Regions from separate parts of the Gossypium hirsutum genome. Here region 2 is linked to region 1. A link is a contact called in public Hi-C data. All regions are on one chromosome and are shown on one strand. Each heading gives the region's core, a stretch centred on a gene start, on an enhancer-like site or on the middle of the called end of the contact. The rest is flanking DNA. Distances are from core to core; before and after follow the strand shown. Region 1 holds the start of LOC121208483 (acetolactate synthase 3, chloroplastic). Region 2 has its middle 17 kb from the start of LOC121208028.

What was found. A called contact is a pair of places that touch in the nucleus more often than the background predicts.
Region 2: a Hi-C map of petal shows a contact between it and region 1, with 2.5 times the contacts expected there. The contact joins the enhancer-like site here to the promoter of LOC121208483 in region 1. A contact is called at or near these places in 5 of 34 Hi-C or Micro-C datasets (leaf, petal and seedling).

What each region holds. Positions count from the first base shown.
Region 1 is chrA10:78,862,927-78,866,436 of Gossypium_hirsutum_v2.1, reverse strand. LOC121208483 (acetolactate synthase 3, chloroplastic) reads right to left here and starts at 1,611. Exons shown (of 1, transcript XM_041079242.1): 1 at 1-1,611. The coding sequence starts at 1,536.
Region 2 is chrA10:78,918,576-78,922,085 of Gossypium_hirsutum_v2.1, reverse strand. No RefSeq gene overlaps it. Among protein-coding and RNA genes, the nearest start is that of LOC121208028, 17 kb to the left of the region's middle. Within about 2 kb of position 1,910, at least 7 of the 9 cell types and tissues checked have an H3K27ac peak or open chromatin away from gene starts, as enhancers often do. A contact at or near this core is called in leaf, where this site is marked.

The DNA of each region.
Region 1 (3,510 bases), core at 362-2,861:
AGCTCCAATAGCAGCAGGCAATCCAAATCCCATAGCACCCAATCCCCCAGATGTTAACCATTGACGAGGCTTCTTATACTTGTAAAATTGAGCAGCCCACATTTGATGCTGACCAACACCAGTACTTATAATTGCATTCCCGCCAGTTAATTCATCAAGAACCTGAATTGCATATTGAGGTGGAATAGCTTCACCAAAGGTCTTGTAACTCAAAGGGAATTTCAGCTTCTGCTCGTTTAACTCCTGCCTCCATTCCGAATAATCAAGATTCAGCTTTGCTACCTTGGTCTCCAATATCTTATTTATCCCCTGCAATGCCAATTTCACATCGGAACACACTGACACATGAGGCTGCTTGTTCTTCCCAATCTCGGCAGAATCGATATCGATATGCACAATCTTTGCCCGGCTGGCAAAAGCCTCAAGTTTTCCCGTCACCCTATCATCAAATCTCACTCCAAAAGCAAGCAACAAATCACTCTTATCAACAGCATAATTGGCATACACAGTTCCGTGCATCCCAAGCATTTGTAACGACAAGTCATCCGAAATCGGAAAGGCTCCAAGACCCATCAAAGTACTTGCAACAGGTATCCCTGTAAGCTCAACAAACCTCTTCAACTCCTCACTAGAGTTCAAACACCCACCACCAACATATAAAACAGGCTTCTTAGACTCAGAAACCAATCTAACAATCTGTTCGAGATGAGCCTCACCGGGAGCCTTAGGCAACCTAGACAAATACCCTGGCAATCTAAGAGAATGGTTCCATTTAGGAACAGCAAGTTGCTGTTGTATATCCTTAGGAACATCAATCAGAACAGGTCCCGGCCTGCCCGAGGAAGCTAAAAAGAAAGCCTCACTAACAATCCTAGGAATATCATCCACATCAAGAACAAGATAATTATGCTTCGTAATAGACCTTGTTACCTCAACAATTGGAGTTTCCTGGAAAGCATCGGTACCGATCATCCGACGAGGGACTTGACCAGTGATCGCCACGAGAGGGATACTATCGAGCATTGCATCAGCGAGACCACTCACCAAGTTGGTTGCCCCAGGGCCAGACGTCGCAATGCAAACGCCGGGAATGCCAGAGGAGCGCGCGTAGCCCTCGGCGGCAAAGACCCCACCTTGCTCGTGTCGCGGAAGGACATTTCGGATGATTTTTGAGCGGGTTAAAGCCTGGTGGATCTCCATTGAAGCTCCACCTGGGTAGGCAAACACATCCTTGACCCCTTCACGAACCAGGGCTTCCACCAGGATATCAGCGCCTTTCCGGGGCTCATCATCCGCATACCTGGAAATGAAATCATGGGGAGGAGCATTTTTTGGGGTAACGGATGTGGCGGCGGATCTGGGGTTAGAGCTTGCATGAGAAAGAGAGCAGGAAACGTCGAAGGAGCGGTAAGGGGTGGGCTTTTGAGGGGTTGTGGAGAAGGGAAGGCTGGATTTGGAAATGGGTATGGAAGATTTGAAGGAGGAAGTTAACGTAGAAAGCTTAGGCAAAGCGGAGTTCGCAGTGGCAGCCGCCATTGTCGATGAGAGGCTTGTGGTGAGGCCTTTCTTTGGTGTCTGTGGCGAGCGAGAGTGGGAAGAAAAGTGTGATTGTGATTCCCTTTTAAAGTTTCGATTTTACCTACATTACCCTTTTGCCCTTCTTGTTTTATTCATTTTGGTCATATATTAAGAACAGTCCCTGTTCTTTACTCAAGTTACATCATTAGTCTTTCTACTTTAATTTGAATAATTTTGGCCATGTATTTCATGGTTTTGAAAATCTCAATCAAATCGTTAACAATCATTTGCTTTTTATGTGAAATCTAATCCATTGATGCAAGTTTAGGTAATGGATGGGTAACGGTAGTTCGCACAGTGATGTTGAAAGCTAGATCAGATAGGTTAAGGCCTAAGAGAGATGTTTTAAGGTTTTGAATATATTTAACAAAGTTTGGGTGTGTAAAACTATCTTAACAAAGAAATTATTGAGTCACAGAGGACTCTCAACAAGTGCACTAAGATGTCAACAAGTGCACTAAGATGTGACTGGAAGCTATGTTGTCTTGTTAAAGGGTTATTATGCAAGGTTGATGTGACTTGTTGTCGATCTAAATGCTATACATGCATGACCTTTTTGTAAATGATCTTATAGTATTTGGCAAGAGCATCTCTTTAGGTGAAGTAGTGTGATGCAGTGTTAAGGTTGCTTTCTAGTTGTATTGGGTAAGCTTCTTCATGCAGTGAGGTAGCTTCTTCATGCAACATGATTTATTTAAACAATTGTCCTCACCCAAGTTGAGAGGGAGATTACAAAGTGACATTCATCAAGACTTATTTGTTTTAGGTGTTTGTGTGTTAAACACATTGAAGGGTACGTATAAGTAAATTTTAGAGATATGAGTGACAACCTTAAAAGGTCAAATGGTATTATGATCAACATATGTTAGGAACATGTGTGGTCATAAGCATTTTGATTTTTGGGTTTTTGTGACTTTTGCATTAATGAAAGTGATACATGTTTCCATGTGATTGAGTATTGAAGCGATATGACAATTATTAATTTTTCCACATATTTATTGTCGGGTTGTTAGTGAGCAGCCATAACATTGGGAACATGAGTGACGACCTTGAAAGGTCAAATGGTGCTTATGATTAGCATAGGTTGGGAACATGTGTAGTAATAAGCGTTGCAATTTTTTAGGTTTTGCAACTTTTGCATTAATAAATCTGATACACGTTTCCATGTGACTGAGTATTAAAGCAATGTGACAATCATTAACTTTTCCTCATATTTATTGTTGATTTGTTAGTGAACAGTCAGAACGTTGGGAACATGAGTGACGACCTTGAAAGTCATTTGGTACTTATAATTAACGTATGTTAGGAACATGCGTGGTAATAAGCGTTCTGATTTTCAAGGATTTGCGAATTTTGCATTAATAAATGTGATATACATTTTCATGTGACTGAGTATTGAAGCGACATGACAATCATTAACTTTTCCTCGTATTTATTGTCGATTTGCTAGTAACAGTCATAACGTTGGGAACATAAGTGGTGACCTTGAAAGTCAACTGGTACTTATAATTAACATATGTTAGGAACATGCATGGTAATAAGCATTCTGATTTTCAGGGAGTTGTGACTTTAACATTAATGAATGTGATACACGTTTCCATGTGATTGAATATTGAAGCGATTCGACAATCATTAAATTTTGTACATACTTATTGTCAGTCTGTTAGTGAGCAGCCATAACGTTGAGAACATGATGATGACCTTGAAAGGTCAGTTGGTGTTTATGATTAGCATACGTTGGGAACACGCATGGTAATAAACGGTTCGGTTTTGCGGGTTTTGCAACTTTTGCATTAATAAATGTGATACACGTTTCCATGTGATTGATTATTGAAGCAATATGTTTGATTATTGAAGCGATATGACAATCATTAACTTTTCCTTGTATTTATTATCGATTTGTTAGTGAACAATCAAAATGTTGGGAACATG
Region 2 (3,510 bases), core at 661-3,160, 55 kb before region 1:
TTTGTTTTAAGGATCCTTCAATAGATACTAACAGTTTCATGGCGGTGGACTCAAATCCAATGCCGATGGAGTCATGGAAAGATAAATTTTTGGGAAATGGAAATCATGTTTCTGCCGAAGAGGAGGATCTTAAGCTTTTAGAGGGTGATATCACAAGGACTACAATTAATAGAGTTCCTGTGATCAACTTCTCTAAAAGAATCCAACCGTTTTTAATTAGGGACATGGCAATCACGGTGGTGGTGAAACTGTTGGGACAAAATATAGCCTATTCCACCCTTCATAATCGGATATTCAGTCTTAGGAAGCCTTTACTACCGTTTATCTAATGGATGTCGAAAATGACCATTTTCTCATCAAATTTCAGAGTAAGGATGACTATGAAAAGTTGCTCACTCAAGGGTCGTGGATTGTCTTCAGACAATATCTCACTTTTTAGCCATAGACTCCAAATTTTAATCTAATTCAGTCGTTCCCAAAATCTGTCATGGTTTGGGTTCACTTTTCTAGTTTACCCGATGACTTTTATAAAAATAAAATTCTAGAAAAAATCGGAAGTCTAATTGGTAAGGTGACCAAACTGGATTTTAAGATAGATTGTGGTTCGAGAGGAAAGTTTGCTCGTATGGTAGTTTTTATCAATCTAGACAAATCACTCATACCACATGTTTTGGTTAATGGCACGATGCAACGTGTTGAATACGAGTCGTTGTCAACATTTTACTTTTCGTGTGGTCGATATGGCCACGTTTGTGATATTTGCCCTTACTAAAAACCTGCAATAGAGAGCACAGCGGTTAGAGAAACAGTTAAGTTTAACTTATTGGAGAAGGAGAAGACGGATGAGATGTTGGAGTCGTTTGGCCGATGGATTCTTGTCGAGCGAAAATCATGGAAAAATCTAATGGGTAATGAGAATTCGACGGTAAAAATTTTTCCCAAACAAAGGGAAGGCTCCCGATTTAGTGCATTGTTGATGATCGATGATCGAAAAAATAAAGGAACAAAGGAGGAAATTTAGGGGGTTCTATTTCAGAAGGTTGACTTTTTTAAAAAAAAGGGGGGGAAGCTCTTTCTAATTTAATAATGAGCAATTTTTTTCAAGGAAAACGGGCTAGCTGTATGATAGAGTTTTTGGGCTTGTTAATGAAGTTGATATGTTGGAGGGTAACGAGCCAGGACCTTTAGAAAATTTAATTAAGACAAGCTTCTTATCCGAAAGCCCAGGTAAGTCTTCTGACCGAATAGTAATTATTTCAAAGCCTAATTTTTTTTCTTTTTCACAACAGCAACAGTATGATGTCACAATGGGTCTCAAGTCATTAGAAATTAACAAGGAGCAAGTTTTTGGGCCTGTTAATGGAGTTTATTTGTTGGAAGGTAATAGGCCAAGACTTTTAGAAAATTTAATTCAGACAAGTTCCTTACTCGAAAGCCTAAGCCTAATTTTGTTTTTTTGTCTTTGCAGTAGCAACTTCATGACATCACAATGGGTCTTAAGTCTCTGGAAATTAATAAGGAGCATGTTGACTCTTTTTTTAATTTCTTTATAGCAGTAGCCTCATGATGACACTGAAATTTAGCTACAAGATGTTTCGAATGACTCCATTAATGTTTTAGCTAAAAAGGTCAATGTTTCAGATCATGATTCTCAATTGATCTTTTTAAATAGGGAGGGGTCAGTTCTCGTGGGAATTACTGTCCATTTTAACCCCACCTTTGATGGGCTGGTTGAGTCAATGGTGGATTTAAGTAATAAAATTTTTAATCCTAAAAATCACTAGACTGTTATCTTCAAGGAAACTAGGAGAATTAAACATGCCAAGTCTCTTGACAATGGTACCACGGGTGAAAGAGGTAAAGGGTCTTCAAATCCTAAAGGGAGCTGGTTAGGAATTAAGGGTACTGTTTGCTCGAGTGGTGTCATCAACAAGATAATTAGAGAAAGAGGCGTCTTCAAAATTTTAGCAATGTAAGGGTCCCACTAGCAAACACTATGAATTTAATGGCCAAGCTTATTAGCTCGAAATTAATTTGGAGGCTAAAAAGAAAGGCTAGAGTAGTGACGTAAAAAGTTGAGAAGGTATCTGATAGACATGAAATATGATAAGTTTTCTTTATCTATTTGATTTTATATATACATATTTATTTATGAGTTTATCTTTTTCTTTTGTGTGTGGAATTTTCAAGGTTATGCTAGCAAGAAGTTTTTTCGAGAGTATAAGCAGGATATTGTTGGCCTTTTAGAAACAAGAGTTAGTGGTAGCAAAGCTGACTTAGTCATTGTTAGTCTCGGATTTCAACGTTCTCATCGGATGGAAGCTATAAGTTTTTTTGGGGGTATTTGGGTCGGTTGGAAGGAGTCGATTCAGGTGGAAATTATATGAAGTCACTCGCAATTTGTTATGTCTAAGGTTTCGTATAATTCTTTTCAGTGACCAATTTATGTTGTCTTTGTTTATAGTATCCCTGATACTCGCAAACGCAGGAGACTTTGGGATTTCCTGAAAGTAACCATTCCATGTTCGAATTCCCTTTGGATGGAAATGGGAGATTTTAATGCAATTTTAGCCTCTAATGGAAAAATGGGTGGACGAGTTAATGGGAAAAGCTGTTCTTTTTTCAGAATTTTATGGATTCCTTCGATCTACAAGACTTGGGTTTCAAAGGCGCACCCTTTACATGGTATATGGGTGGCATATTTGAGCGTCTTGATATATCAGTAATGATATGTGGCTTTCAAAGTTCCCAAATTGTTCTATCACTCACCTTCTAAGACTCAAATCAGATCACAGGCCCCTCATCATATCTCTTCAACCACAGTTCCATACTCTTTTAGGTAGACCATTTTGTTTTCTAGCAGAATAGGTTGAGCATTCAAGTTTTTCTGAGTTTGTCAAGAATAATTGGAATTTTTCTGGAAATATATCTAATTCCCTTTCCAACCTTACGAGTCACATTAAGGATTGGAATAAAAAGGTATATGGGCACGTTGGTTCTTAGAAAAAAAAGACTAATTTAGAAATTAGACAATATTCAGAGCGATATGGATTATTCTTAGCCTGATTCTTCACCACAACTAGATTTGACGATTAGAGAAGAGTTGGAACAAGTTTTATTTCATGAGGAACTATAGCAACCCATTTTCAGTGAAATCAAAACAGTGGTTCTGGGACCACAAATCTGAGCTAGAAAGAAAATTTATTTTAATATTATTGAATGGTTCGTATTATGATAGGAATATTGTATGAAAATTCTAATAAAAAATTTTTACCGATTATGTGATTAATTAGTGAAAGGACCAAATTGCATAAAATGCAAAAAGTTGAATTCTAGTAGTTATAAGTATCAAATAACTATGGGATTTAAAAATTGAGGTCCTTATATGGTAAATAGACCATTAAGGAAAAGTTAGTAGATATTTTTGGTGATTCATCCATGGAAAAATTAAAAAAGGCTAAGGACTAAATTAGAAATCAAAATAATTAAAAGATTATAATAGAAAATATC